Linked DNA regions of Mus musculus: region 1 is linked to region 2. The links are chromatin contacts, called in public Hi-C maps. All regions are on one chromosome and are shown on one strand. The core of a region is the stretch at or near the end of the contact, and the rest is flanking DNA. Distances in the headings are between cores, read along the strand shown.

Evidence for each region. A called contact is a pair of places that touch in the nucleus more often than the background predicts.
Region 1: a contact with region 2 is called in a Hi-C map of bone marrow-derived macrophages, with 45 read pairs. The contact joins the promoter of Pif1 here to the enhancer-like site in region 2. A contact is called at or near these places in 6 of 39 promoter capture datasets (the C10 cell line, cranial neural crest, embryonic stem cells and 2 more), 2 of 15 datasets of contacts at CTCF or cohesin (CD8 T cells and large pre-B cells), 4 of 484 Hi-C or Micro-C datasets (the HPC-7 cell line, bone marrow-derived macrophages and liver), 12 of 115 datasets of contacts at active chromatin or transcription factors (the 230-238 cell line, the HPC-7 cell line, the NIH/3T3 cell line and 7 more) and 4 of 9 other capture datasets (adipose tissue, liver, macrophages and 1 more).

The regions. Positions count from the first base shown.
Region 1 is chr9:65,582,875-65,589,796 of GRCm38.p6, reverse strand. It overlaps Pif1 (PIF1 5'-to-3' DNA helicase), which reads right to left and starts at 2,623. Exons shown (of 12, transcript NM_172453.5): 1 at 1,403-2,623; 2 at 660-792; 3 at 457-582; 4 at 193-346; 5 at 1-84. The coding sequence starts at 1,948.
Region 2 is chr9:65,489,375-65,497,152 of GRCm38.p6, reverse strand. All of the region lies in intron 14 of Ankdd1a (ankyrin repeat and death domain containing 1A), which reads left to right. Among named protein-coding and RNA genes, the nearest start is that of Ankdd1a, 27 kb to the left of the region's middle. Within about 2 kb of position 4,047, at least 24 of the 459 cell types and tissues checked have an H3K27ac peak or open chromatin away from gene starts, as enhancers often do. A contact at or near this core is called in the HPC-7 cell line, the SCID.adh cell line and bone marrow-derived macrophages, where this site is marked.

The DNA.
Region 1 (6,922 bases), core at 1,374-3,873, 94 kb before region 2:
TTGGTCACTGGTGGCAACTGTAGGAAGTCCCCACAGATGATGAGCTGGATCCCTCCAAATGGCTTCTTCTGTTGCCGGACAGCTCTGGATGGGAGCAGGGAGTGCTTTAGAGACGGATGCTCGGTGGGCAAACCCCTTGGAGGAAATAACCAGACTCAGGTCTCAGTGACTGCCCTTGCCGTCCGTACTGACCTGGCCACAGCTTCCAACTTGTCAAAGAAGTCTGCCTCCACCATGGAGATCTCGTCAATGACCAAACGTTGGCAGTTCAGCCAGCCCTGCCGCACACCTGGCCGATTGGCCAGGGCCATGCACTGGGCCAGGGGAGCCTGGCCTGAGCCGATGCCTATGAGTGACGCAATTCAGTCTGGGCTGAAATCCCAGCCCCCCTCATCTCTCCCTCCTTTGCCACAGGTCTGGCTTGCTCTTACCCCAAGCCCAAGGGCTCACACTTACCTGCAAAGGCATGAAGGGTGGTGCCCCCAATGTGGCAGGCTGCCACCCCAGTGCTGGCAGTGGCCACAGTACCAGTAGGGGGCAGGGAACCCAGGATATGTTTCAGCAGGTAGGACTTTCCTGTCCCTGGGTAGTAGGCAAAGTCAGAGTTGCCTGCCTGCTCCCCCCTAGGGCTGCCCACCACCTTATTCCTGCTCTATTACCTGCGCTCCCAGTGAAGAAAATGCTCTGGCCTTTCAGAACCATCCTCAGCACAGCGGCCTGCTCTTCAGAAAGCTTCGGTTTGGTGGAGGGCATGCGCAGCTTCTTCACAGGCAGGGGCCACCTTGGAGCTTCCTGGGAGGAACAGGGCTGTGTCAGAACCTCCTGCCATGCTGCTTGGTCTGTATGCACTGCAAAACAGCCCTTTGCTGTGCTCTTGACGTCACTTGGAACTTTGAGCAGGCTTGGGTCATCCGAACTTAGTCCCGACAGATACCAGACTTCATTTCTGGCTTTTCATCAGTTCAGTGTCAGGCATCTTAGATTGGTGACCACACCCGATCGAATCTAAAAGCTCCGTCAGATCCACCTGATGGTTTTCTCCTCAGGTGATTGGACGATTGCCTGCCCCTGATCCCTTTCTATTATTTCCCAAAGTTCCTCTCTTCTGGGACTTAATACCCGTTCTTTCCTCTAAGTTTTTGTCTTGTCTCCTCCGCCGCTATTTCTTTGGATGTGGCCAGGATCCTAGTTTCCTGTTCTCAGCTTATCTAATCTTGGGACTTACTGGTGGGTAAGCATGGATGATTTACACCTCACCATCATATTCAAATAAGGTACGATGGGCATTTCAAATCACCAGCTGTCTCCTTAATACTCCTGACTATCTTCCCCCAACCTTGGGCCTCCAGGGTTTCTTCGATCCTCAATAATAGCTCGCCCACACTCCCTTTTTGGTTCTCACCGTACTAGTCTGGGATTCCATTGGCCGCTTTTCCAGCGCAGAATCTGGAGCCTTGGTGGCTGCAGCACGCTGCAGTTCCTCTGGCTGCACTGGACTGATGGTGACAAAGTCTCGGGGCCGCGGGCCGAGCAACTGTGCGCGGGCAGAGGCGGGTCCCGGCCCAGGGGCAACCGCCAGCTTCAGGCGCAGCGTGCGCAGGAAGCGGCGCAAGCGCTCCGGGGGACAGTCGGAGAGGAGCAGTTGCACTGAGCCAGCTCCAGGGACTCCATCGGTGGGGAGCCGCAACGTGCTGCGCCCAGTCGCAGCGAAGCGGGTGAAGAGGCGCACGGCGCGTAGCGGGAAACAGCGTGGCCGCCCCGTGGGTCCCGGTGCCTGCAGTCGCAGCATTAACTCACGTCGTTCGTTTCGACCTAGGCTCAGCTCTGCGGCGCGCAGGGCCTGGCGCTTGCGAGGTTGCCCTCCAGGACTCAGCTCCTCCACGGCTACCCGGCACCGGAGCTCCGCATCGTCACATTCATCGGTCGCCGCCTCTGTGCTAGAAGGCATCTCCAATGCCTCTGCAGGCGTGCAGAGACCGGAGCGCATAAGTCACAGAAAATCGAGATGTAATAGGTGGTATGGCTGCGGTGACGGGAAATCCTGTCCAGACCTCTTAGTGTCAACAGGTTGTCACTGGTAACAGAAGGTGCCACCAAGATATTCCAAGCACTCTGGAGCGAGGAGAAACGTCCTCTGCTGCTGGAAGGTGGGGTCACATGCACTTAGGATTCGCGAGCGATTGTCCTGCAATGTCCACATTAGAAAGGTGTTCCTGCTCAGAAAAGAAGCTTGTTGAGGAGACTCACCCAGGCCAACAGGGGACTCGTTAGGGACTTCTACCCAGGAAGCAGAACAATAATCACACGTTGGGCGATGGGAAAGAGACTGGCTGGAAGTGAAAACAGGCTGAGACTTGCACACCCCCTTCAATAACCAATTAGTAGGTATCAGGGTCAGTGTGGTTCCAGTGCTTTGGAAAGGGTAAATGATTAGGGAATGTCTGGAACCTCCAGGCCCAGGAATCCATTGTCCCTCCGTCTGACCCACGAATCTGTACCTCTCCCAGCGAGGATCACTAAAATAATCGCGTTCTTTGCCTCCCACCTCAAGGATCCGATAGACTCGTTGCTTTCAGATGAAAAAGCTGATCTGAACCGGCCGGCAGAAAGCTTCAGCAGGAAGAACATTCAAATACTAGGAATAGAAAAACCACCCTATCACCGGCCTGGTCTTTAAATTCTCTAGCCAATCAGGGACAGGGGCGGGGGCGTGTCTACGGGCCGGCGTTTCTTCGTCTTTCCAACTCTCTGAGGACAGTTAACCAGAAGCAGGCTTTTTGTGTTTGGTCTTGGGTGCGTTTTAGAGTTCCACGAGTGGGCGTGGTGGGGTAGGGATGGGGCTGCGGCTCCGTGGCGCGTGGCGTATTGTTACCCAAGGCGGCTCTAAAGATTTGAGAACCCTTCAATTTACGCTGTCTGCTTTTCTCATTCTACCACCACCACATGACTGTGCTTGGCTTTGGGGAGACCCTGTTCCCACCCACAGAACGAACCACTGGCTCCTGTTCAGGTCATTCCCTGGGCCAGCCAAGTCCGCTTCCCTGTTCCCTAATTCTTTGCCCTTCTCTGCCCCCTTGTCTTTTACCCTGCTGAGACTACAGATGTCCAGTGGTTATAAAGGAAGCCAGTTAGTCCTTGTTCTCAGGGAATTCTTACTCCTCTGGTTGCTTTGACCACTCCGAGAATTTATCTTTTTCAGTTGGGGCCTTGTTACATTTTATAGGCTTTTTTTTTTTTTTTTTTTTTTTTTTTTGGTTTTTCGAGACAGGGTTTCTCTGTGTAGCCTTGGCTGTCCTGGAACTCACTTTGTAGACCAGGCTGGCCTCGAACTCAGAAATCCGTGTAGGCTGGTTTTAAAAATTCCTGGCCTTAAGGGATCCTCCTTCAGCTCCCTAAATAGCTGTGACTATAAGCACTTGACAAGATCCAGCTTTGAAAACTTACTTTTAATTATTATTTTTCCTTCACTGAAGTTTGAAATTACATAGCTGGAAGGGATCTTCTGGGTGGGTCCAGTCACCTCATTTTACAGATAATAATAGCCACTACAAACTAAATTCATTCATTCTTTCTTTCTTTCTTCTTTCTTTCCCCTCCCCCTCTTCCCTCCAAGATATCATATATCCAAGGCTAGCCTCAAATATCTCTAAGTTGCTACTCTCAGGGACATAACATTGAGTTTCTGATCTTTCTGCCTCCACCTAAATGTTACAATTCCATGCATCTACCACTGTGGCCAGTCAGCGCTGAGGATCAGAGTGTACAGCCCTCAAATTTGATATTCAAAATAAGAATTATAAGAATTGTTAAGAATTATTTTACTTTATGTGTATGAATGTTTTGCCTGCATGTGCTCCACTTGTGTGCCTGTTGAACCTCCTGAAACTGATGCTTGTGAACCACCACGTGGGGTCTGGGACTTGGAGATCTCTGCAAGACCCATGTGTGCTCTTTACTGCTGAGCCATCTCTCTAATCCTGAAAATGTTTTCGTTGGAACTGGAGGAATGGCTCACAGGTTAAGACCATTTGTTTTCAGCTAGTACAGTGACTCACAACCTTGTGTTCCAGGAGATCTAACACCTTCTGGTACACACATTCAAACATGTAGGAAAAACTCTATGAACATATAGATGTGTGTGCATATGCATATATGTTTAAATAAATATTAAAAATTTAAAAGCTATTCACAACATCACATAAAAACTCTGTATTTACTGAGATAAAAATTTATAATTCTTTCTTTTTTTCTTTCCTTCTTTTTTGGCTTTTTCGAGACAGGGTTTCTCTGTGTAGCCCTGGCTGTCCTGGAACTCACTCTGTAGAACAGGCTGGTCTTGAACTCAGAAATCTGCCTGCCTCTGCCTCCAAAAATTTATAATTCTTTTTTTAAATATAAAGATTTAAATATTATTATATGTAAGTACACTGTGGCTGTCCTCAGATGCACCAGAAGAGGGCATCAGATCTCATTACGGGTGGTTGTAAGCCACCATGTGGTTGCTGGGAATTGAACTCAGGACCTTTGGAAGAGCAGTCAGTGATCTTAACCACTGAGCCATCTCTCCAGCCCAAATTTATAATTCTTATTCTCAGACCCTTGTGCCCTAACATTTTATTATGAAAATATTCAAGAAAATATAATGCAGAAAGGTTAAAAGAACTTTACCGTAGAGCCCAAGTGATCGTTCAGCAGTTAAAGGCACCTGCCACCAAGCCTGACAACCTAAATTTGATCCTACAGACCCATTTGGTGGATGGATGGATAGAACCTACTCTTCTAAGTTGTCCTCTGACCTCCACATTTGTACCTTGTCTCTGTCTGTCTCTTTCTCTAACACACACACACACACACACACACACACACACACACACACACACTCACGTTTTGTTTTTTCAAGACAGGATTTCTCTGTGTAGCCCTGGCTGTCCTGAAACTCACTCTGTAGGCTAACTTTACCTGGAACTCAGAGAGTTGCCTGCCTCTGCCTGTAGCTTCTTTTGGGTTTTGAGACAGGGTCTTGCTAGAGAGTTCAGGCTGGCCTAGGACATGCTATGATACAGCCCTGGGTAGTCTTATACGAGCAATTCTCCTGCCTATGCCTCTTAAGAGCTAGGAATACATGATGCCAACATCCCTGGTTGTGGTGTGTGTGTGTGTGAAATTTGGGAATTGTTTTGTTGTAATGATTAGATTGATTCATTTTATTTTGTGTGCCAGTGATTTGTCTGCATGTATGAATGTGTGCCATGCGTTTGTCAAGGCCAGAAGAAGGCACTGGATCACCTGGAACTAGTTACAGATGGTTGTGAACCACCTTGTGAGTGCTTAGACTGGAATCCAGGTCCTCTGTAAGAGTCATCTCTCGGTGAGGTGGCTCAGTGGGTAAGAGCACCCGACTGCTCTTCCGAAGGTCTGAAGTTCAAATCCCAGCAACCACATGGTGGCTCACAACCATCTGTAACAAGATCTGACGCTCTCTTCTGGAGTGTGTGAAGACAGCTACAGTGTACTTACATATAATAAATAAATCTTAAAAAAAAAAAAAGTCATCTCTCAGCCAGGCAGTGATGGAACACACCTTTAATCCCAGCACTCTGGAAGGCAGAGGCAGGTGGATCTTAGAGGTGAGCTGGTCTCCTTCCAGGTAGCCAGGGCTACACAGAGAAACTGTCCTAAAAAACAAACAAACAAACACAAGCCATCTCTCTAGTTGTTTGTTTTTTGCTTGTTTGTTTTAATTTTGTTTGTTTGTTTTTTTTGTTTTTTTGGTTTTTCAAGACAGGGTTTCTCTGTGTAGCTCTGGCTGTTCTGGAACTCACCCTGTAGACCAGGCTGGCCTCGAACTCAGAAATCCACCTGCCTCTGCCTCCCGAGTTGTGGGATTAAAGGCGTGCTTGTTTTTGTTTCTTTTTTTTTTTTTTTAAAGATTTATTTATTTATTATATGTAAGTGCACTGTAGCTGTCTTCAGACACACCAGAAGAGGGAGTCAGATCTCGTTACGGATGGTTGTGAGCCACCATGTGGTTGCTGGGATTTGAACTACAGACCTTCGGAAAAGCAGTCGGGTGCTCTTACCCACTAAGCCATCTCACCAGCCCTTGTTTTTGTTTCTTGAGACAGGGTTTCTCTATGTAGCCCTGGCTGTCCTGGAACTCACTCTGTAGATCAGGATGGCCTCAAACTCAGAAACTGCCTGCCTCTGCCTCCCAAGTGCTGAGATTAAAGGCATGTGTCACCACTACCCGCTCTCCAGTTTAAGCATCTAAGTTTTCTGACTTATATTTTAATTTATTTTAAATAAGCACGTGGGCAAGGAATTCTAAAATACAGATTAGGTACTATTTTATTGTATTGGAATGTGTTAGACATTTTTCCCACCTAAGCTTTTGTAAGAGTAACAACAGTGAGTCCTTGTAGGAAAAGAAACCTAGAGCTCAACTTGACTACTCTGGTGTTTCTTGGACTCTGTCCTCCTGCCCACTCTACCTCTGCTGTTCTGTCATTTGGGCCTTGATTGGCGGATGCAGAGGGGCGGAGCCAGAGTGAGTCCTCACGTCTGCTGTCCAACTTCCTTCTTTGCTGCTCTGGGTTGGGTGCACGTGTGATTCTCTGCTTGCTGCCGCCGCTGTGAGGCCGAATTCGAGGGAGACATAAAGCTACTTATGGATTTCTTTCTAAACCCAAATCCAGATTGGAGGCAGACATTTAGAGGGAAGGGGTTCTTATAAGATTTTCTTCTGTAGAACTCTTCCCGGGTCTTACCCATTCTCTCACTGAAAGGCCCCAGTGCAGGCTAAAGAAATAACTGTAACTTTATAGCAAAGGGCAGTATCATGTGATACTAAAAAGATCCCTGCCTCCCTCTCTGTCCCCCACACTTAGGATCCTTTCTCTCCAAGCTTTTGCCTTCCTTCTTC
Region 2 (7,778 bases), core at 2,798-5,297:
CATCACCACGATGCTTCCGATCTTTCGTACTTTTTTCCAAATAAGCCAACTGATCGTCTTATGGAGGTTGTTAAAATCTGCCTTGTCTGTACAATGAAATAGTGCATGCTGGTGAAAAAGAGATAAGTATTGTTATGGAAGGAGCTTCAAGACCAATTAAGTGAAAAAAAATCAAAATATGGATCAATGTGTAACTATTCTTACTGCTTGAGAGAAGAAAGTGTCTTCTTCTTTGTATATATTTTCATAAATAAAAGCTACATGGAGGCTCAGACGCTGGTACAAATGGCGCCTTCGGGGTGAGAACCTGTGGGACAGGGAGAAGGTGGGTGTCTTAGGGTTTTACTGCTGTGAACAGACACCATGACCAAGGCAACTCTTATAAGAACAACATTTAATTGTGGCTGGCTTACAAGTTCAGAGATTCAGTCCATTACCATCAAGACAGGAGCACAGTAGCATCCAGGCAGGCTTGGTGCAGGAGGAGCTAGAGTTCTACATCTTCATCTGAAGGCTGCCAGCAGAATGCTGGCTTCCAGGCAACTAGGATGAAGAAGGTCTTAAAGCCCACACCCATAGTGACACACCCACTCCAACAAAGCCACACCTACTCCAACAAGGCCACACCTTCTAATAGTGCCACTCCTGGGCTGAACATATGCAAACCATCACAGTGGGAGAAAGAATCCTTAATGGCATCATGGACTACTTTAACTTTCAAAATATGCAGGTGCATAAAAGAATATAGCATTCTGGAAAAGGTTAAAAGATGTATAGAGGCTCACAGTTGCCAGGGACTCGGAGTGAGGAGGGGGGTTCAGGAGATGACACCCAGGGCACTGTTGGGACAGTGAGGCTGTTCTTTATGGTGATAGTGGATCATGACATTGAACGGTACTCAGAACCCACGAAGCATACCACACTGTGAGCCCTGACGTGAGCTATGGACTTAAGTTATTAATAATGTTTCGGTATGAGCTGGGGATGTGGCTCAGTTGGTGGAGTGCTGGCTTAGCATTTATGCAGCCTCCGGTTCGATCCCTGGCTCTGCAGAGCCTATCCTTTAAAAAAAAAAAGAACGGAAGAAGGCAGAAAGAGAGGAGTGTCAGTGTTTGTTCACCAACTGTAACAACATACCCGGCAGATGCAAAATAATGTAGGACAAATGGTGGGGTAGAGAAAGATAGATGGGAACTCGGCCTTCTCAGTCATTCTAAAAGTGAAATCTCAAAAAACAAACAACTTGGGAGCTAGAGAGATGGCTCAGCAGCTAAGAATGCTTGCTGCCCTTCCAGAGATCAGAGTTCAGTTTCCAGCACCGAAGTCAGGCAGTTCCCAACTGCCTGTCACTGCAGCTCCAGGAGATCCGGTCTCTGGGGGCACCTGCACGTGTGTGCACATATTTGCACACAAACGTATGATTAAAGATAATAAATCTTTAAAAAATAAACCTAAAGTTATAGAAGGAAAAAAAGAGGCTTTAAAGCCAGCCAATTGGGTCAGGAATGATGTCACGCACCTGTAGTCCCAATTACTTGGGAAGCCAAGGCCAGATGCTGTAGTTTGTGTCTGTGTAGGACACAGCTGTGGCCACTGTAAGAGCACAAGTGTTGATGGCTTGGCCCCAGCTGATGGCACTTGGGGATGGTTAGGAACCGTTAGTGGTGTGGTCTACGAGAACTTCCATCACTAGGTGCACACCCTTGGAAGATGTGAGGACCCCGGAACTCTTTCTCCCTCTCTCTGCTCCAGCTGTCTCCAGGTAAACAGCTGTCTCCCACACACCTTCTGAGTAACACTCTGCTCCACCACAGGCCTGAAGCAACTGGAGCTAGAGATCCGGACTGTATCTGTGAGTTGAAATCTTTTCTCCTGTTTTATGTGTCTTGTCACAGTGATAGTAAAGCTGACCAGTAGGACAGGAGTTCAAGTCCAACCTGGGAAACATAGTAAGACCCTGTCTGAGAAAAAACGAAACCAGACACAGTTCTTGGTTATGCACAGCTATGGTCCCGGCGACTCTGGAGGTTGGGCCAGAGGATCACTGACGCCTAGAGTCTCTGTGGTCAGTCTGAGCAAGAGAGAGACTTAGTTCATGTCAACCCACCAATTTTATTTGGGAAAGGGGTGTTTCATATTGCATGGGAGTGAGATGTTAGATCTGAATAACTTTTATTAATTTGTTAATTAAGACAGAGGTTCTTTAAGTCTGTATCTATCCTCTAATGGTTGGGAGCAAAGAATGATGGCTATCTTCTGTCTCAGGGAAGGTGGGATGTGGGTATCTCAGATACCCACAGAGAATTCGAGGTGGGAGTTGAGGAGATAGTTGCTGGGGAGGGGAGGGGCAGATGGAGTGCCTGAGGTCTGTGCAGGGCCATGGGGGGTGGGGAGGCAGGTTCCTCTGGGAATCCTGCACCTGGAACACAGGAGAGAAAAGGAAGTGGGGGAAAAGGAAGGAGAGGAAAGGAATGGGGGCTGCTGAGAGCATGCTGGGGGTCCCTTTCCTATCCCATAACTGAAAACTTGGCGGGGCACAGATGTGCTCGCCTACAATCCCAGCACTTGAGAGGCAGAGGAGGCTGGAGGATCTGGAGTTCCACATCAATTCAGAATACATAATAAGACCCTGACTCACAAAACCCCCAAGGGCTTAGGACAGAGCTCAGTGGTACCTTTGCCCATGGCACACGAGGCTATGGGCTCAATCTCTAATGCCACAGAATAAACTTAAATGTTGGTGCCTCACACAAACTAAATGGGATGGAGAATGGGAGCGTGAATGGGCCTGGCGCCTCACACGTGTTCTCTTCTGGAAGCACTTCTCAAGCTGAGCCAGCCCCGAGCCAGCCCCAGCCCTGAGCCAGCCCCAGGAATGGACTGCTGTTACTGAGCCTGCAGGATCTTGAGGGAAATTTCCTGTCCCTCATGGGAAACAAATGTTAATCTGCCTCAGATTGCAGGTTGCTAACTGTCCTTCCTTCCTTCCTTCCTAGCTTCCTTTTTCTTTCTTTCTTTCCTTCTTCCTTTCTTTATGTTGTTTTTCGTTTTGTTTTTAAAGACAGGGTTTCTCTGTGTAGCCCTGGCTGTCCTGGAACTCACTCTGTAGACAAGGCTTGCCTCTGCCTCCCAAGTGCTAGGATTAAAGGCATATGCCACCACCACCCTGTGGCTTTTCTTGTTTTATTTATTTATTTATTTATTTATTTATTTTTGGTTTTTTGAGGCAGGGTTTCTCTGTGTAGCCCTGGCTGTCCTGGAACTCACTCTGTAGACCAGGCTGGCCTCGAACTCAGAAATTCGCCTGCCTCTACCTCCCAAGTGCTGGGATTATAGGTGTGCGCTACAATGCCCGGCTTTTCTTTTTTTAAAACATATATTTAAATATTTTCCTGACTGGGTTTGTACCTCAGTGGTAAATTGTTTGCCTAGCATGTGCAAAGGCCCTGGGTTCTATCAGATCTGGAGGGGAAAAAATCTAATGTGTGTACATACAATGCATATACATAACACAAATACAATACAAAACATGCATATATTTTCAAAATATATGCAAGCACAAAATGTAATCTATCAAGTATATGCTATATATTTATATACTTACAGTTGGATGACTTTCTCCAGTGGTCTCAAGATAGATAATTTATGGAGGTTGGGAACAATCTTGGGGGTCACATCATATATCGAAGTGCATTCATATAACTCGTTAAATAGGTATAGCACTAGCTATGACTGAAGTTGCTTTTAAAAGTTTTGTCCTCTGCAATTTTTCAGAAAACAGTAAAAGCCGTACTTAAAATTGTAGTGTTTAACTTTTATTTTTTATTTTATGAGTATGGGTGTTTTGCCTGGATGTCTGTCTGTCTACCATTTGTGTGCAGTGCCCACAAAAGCTGCAAGAGGAGTTAAGGTTATACACTGTCCTTCGGGTGCTGGGAACTGAACCCTGGTCCTCTGGAAGAGCAGCCAGCTCTCTTAACAGCTGAGCCATCCGTCCAGTCCAAGAGCTCTATTTTAGAATTTCAGAAACTGGTTTTACTTCCGCATTATTTCACAATGTTCCAGTTGGTTTCTCCAGCAAGTGACAAGATCAGACTAGTGTGTTCATGGCACAGAGGCTAGCAGAGGGAGGAGGCTGGGAGAGCCAGTGAGGGGCCAGGAAGTATCAAGTCCTGGCCTGTGGCAGGAAGGGTTGCGCTCTGTAGGGTGGATGGCAGATCTGTTAGTCTGTGTTAGGTGTAGAAATGTGCTACATAGACAGCTCTTCTTCAAGAAAGGCCTTCAGCCTGGTGGTGGAGGGTGCAGTGGGCACAGCCAGCCTCCCATTGTCAGCCAATTCAGAGTCTGCCTCTACTACAGAGCACCCTGCATCAGAACCAGAGGAAGTCAGGTGACAGAAGACTCAGTTGTGTTAGTCCAGAGGCATCATTAGCCCCGCAGCTTCCTGTCTGGTGGGCAGGGCATGCTTCAGAGTCCAGCATCTCACCCCATCTTGTGCACCAAGTTTTAACTTGGCATTGGCTTCTCTCTGAGCCTTGCAGGCCTAGGTGTGGGTGGCCAGGGTGGAAGTTTCAGAGGCTCCAAGATGCCTGGGAGAAGACGCAGGGCAGGTTTGACAGACTGGCTGAGGAGTGGTTGTAGTTTAGCCTGGAGGAGTCTGAGGCTCCAGTAGAAGGCCAGTCTCAAAGGCATGTCTGAAAAAGTATTGTTAGGCTTGCAACCAAATTAGTCTGTACTGGCTGGTTTTGTGTGTCAACTTGACACAGGCTGGAGTTATCACAGAGAAAGGAGCTTCAGTTGGGGGAACTGCCTCCATGAGATCCAGCTGTGGGGCATTTTCTCAATTAGTGATGGGGGGCCTTGTGGGTGGTGCCATCCCTGGGTTCTATAAGAAAGCATACTGGGGGCTGGAGAGATGGCTCAGCGGTTATGAGCATTGTCTGCTCTTCCGAAGGTCCTGAGTTCAAATCCCAGCAACCACATGGTGGCTCACAACCATCTGTAATGAGATCAGATGCCCTCTTCTGGTGTGTCTGAAGACAGCTATAGTGTACTTACAAATAATAAATAAATAAATCTTAAAAAAAAAAAGCAGACTGAGCAAGCCAGGGGAAGCAAGCCAGTAAGTAACATCCCTCCATGGCCTCTGCATCAGCTCCTGCTTCCTGACCTGCTTGAGTTCCAGTCCTGAATTGCTTTGGTATTGAACAGCAGTGTGGAAGTGTAAGCCGAATAAACCCTTTCCTCCCCAACTTGCTTCTTGGTCATGATGTTTGTGTAGGAATAGAAACCCTGACTAAGACACAGTCAGGACTGGAAATGGCAGCTTACAGTCAGTCACCCAGTGTTGGAGCAGGTAGGAAAGGTTTTAGAGAGAGTGAACTCACTCAGGGAGGATTTGGAAAGAAAGCACAGGACAGCCCTGCAGTCACTGTATCTTCTGGCACTGGGATGGGTGTGCACAGCAGCTGTGTGGTTTGGAAACTGTAAGGCCTGCCTGGAGCCTTAGGTGCACCCAGTTAAAATGCCAAGCCCCAGCTTTACCGCTTACAAGAGGTGTCAAACCACTAAACAGAGGAAGCCTGGTGGCGTCTGGCTTGTCAGGTGCCACATTGGCTTACTGGCCGCACTGGTCCTGTAGGAGCCTGAGCAAAGTACTTGGAACTCTCCTGTAAGACCAGTGTGACCAGAGCTATGGTAGGGACAAAAGTCTGAGACATAGAGATATTTGGTATTCTTTAAGACATATTTCATTTTTATGTACTGTGTGTCTGTCTCTAACCATATATCATGTGCTCTAACCATGGTCTGTGTGTGTGAACTCAGAGGACAAGATTTGGCTCCCTCTCCTCACTGTGTGGGTTCTGGGAATTGAACTCTTTACTTGCTGAGCCATCTCGTTGGGTTTAAGTGTGGGTATGCAAGCGTGGGTATGCAAGCGTGGGCTATGACGCATGCGTAGAGGTCTGAGGGCAGCCTACTGCAGTTGGCGCTCTGCTTCCAGGAATTGAACTCAGGTTTTCAGGCCTGGCTGCAAGCACCTTAACCCAATGAGTCATCTCATTGCCCCTGGATGGCCCTCTTAGTAAGTGGCTTTCTCATAAGGGTGTGTTAGGGGTTTATTGGTCTGCTACAATGTTTATTTCCAGCTGGATAGTGTAATGTCATCTCTCCGAAGCATGGACAGAGTGACTACTGTATGCGGTTGAATCGGGACACTACCGTCCAATGAAGGGCTTCACAGGAGCAGCTTAGCAGGTGTGATATAGGTAGGGTGTCTGTGGCACACTCTGTTATTCCAGCAGCGTGAGTGGTGGGTTCTAGTGAGCAGTGGGGATCTGCTGTTGTTTCAGCATTTCCAGAGTGACTGCTCCAACTGTGGCCAGGAGGCCCTTTCCCATTGAATTAGATACTAGTGTGGGGCCAGAATCTTCACAAGGAGAGGCAGGGACAAGGACCAACTCCAACTCTGGCATTTCTTGTTAGTGGTAATCAAAGGGTGAACCCCCAGCTCCTGTGGCGATGCATGCTTATTGGAGCTTTTCTCCTTGTAATCGGAACTTTTATCCGCCTATCGTCTCGGAGGCTAGTTAGTCCTGGAAACTTCTAGCTTTTGTAAAATCTAATCTAGGCCTAAAATGTTTTCAGCCTCTGAGACTTACTGCTGAATATGCTCACACTTTCTAGTTCTTTCTGATCTCTGGCTGGCAGGTTCAACTGAGCTGCTCTGGCTGAAACTCCTCTCCAAGCCGAATGATTCAATCTGGCTGTTCTTGGCTTCTTCTGAATTGCTTTGCTTGGCCTCATACTAACTTCGACAATATGCTGTAATTTTCTAGCTCCTTCTCTGTCTCTGGCTTGTTCTGTCTTCAACTGTGTCTAGCTTGTTCTGTCTGTATAACCTGTCTCTGTACAACTGTCCTGGAAAACTGCCTCCTTCCTTTCTTTTCTCCTTTTCTCTCTGCACTGCTTTCTTGTAAGTAGTGTCCCTTTCCCCTCTCTCCTCATGAGAGTTGGGCAGATCCTGTTCTGTCAAATCTTTCTCTGATTCATCACTTTGGCTACCACTCAATTAGCTAGCACTTTCAAACATGGGTGATTCCTTCAAACACTACTTTACTATTTGGATTAAAAGTGTGTACTAAAGGTGTAACTGTATTCCAGGGGGATTAAAGGTATGTTCTAAGGGCCAAGCCACACCACAACTAGAAACTAGTCTTGAGGTTCACAGTGTGACCAAATATCCTGCAACATCTCCTGGCAACTCTTTCATTTGTTTTGTCTACCAGATGTCAAGCCCCAGCTGTGATACATGCATAAGAGAGAGGCAGGGCATTTATGGCCAAGGGATGGGTTTCTTTCCAGACATTCTTAGGCTGTGGGCTTTGGAGGTGGGGTTACAGCCAGAGCCAGAGAGGTACTGCTACTGTGTCTCAGCACAACTCTGTAGGTGGAGGAGCTATGACACCTGAGTTCCTACTCTGTACAGCTAGCAGCAGACATCTTGGGTGTGCTGGAAGAATGGTGGGAGCTGCTTGGAGAGAGTCCCTGGTGTTAGCATCAAAGCCATAGGTGGGGAGCCATGTCTGTCTCAGAATCCCCTGGGTCTGTGGACAGCACCCTCCACTCCCCTCTGCATCACGCTGCCAGCTCCCATCCACACATTTGCAGTTGGTGTGTGTCCATGACTCTGCTAGGCAGGACCTAATAAGCCATCTAATGCGGTGGAGTGCTTATAGGGTTGCGCAGATGGGAATATGCATGTGTTTCAGACTTCC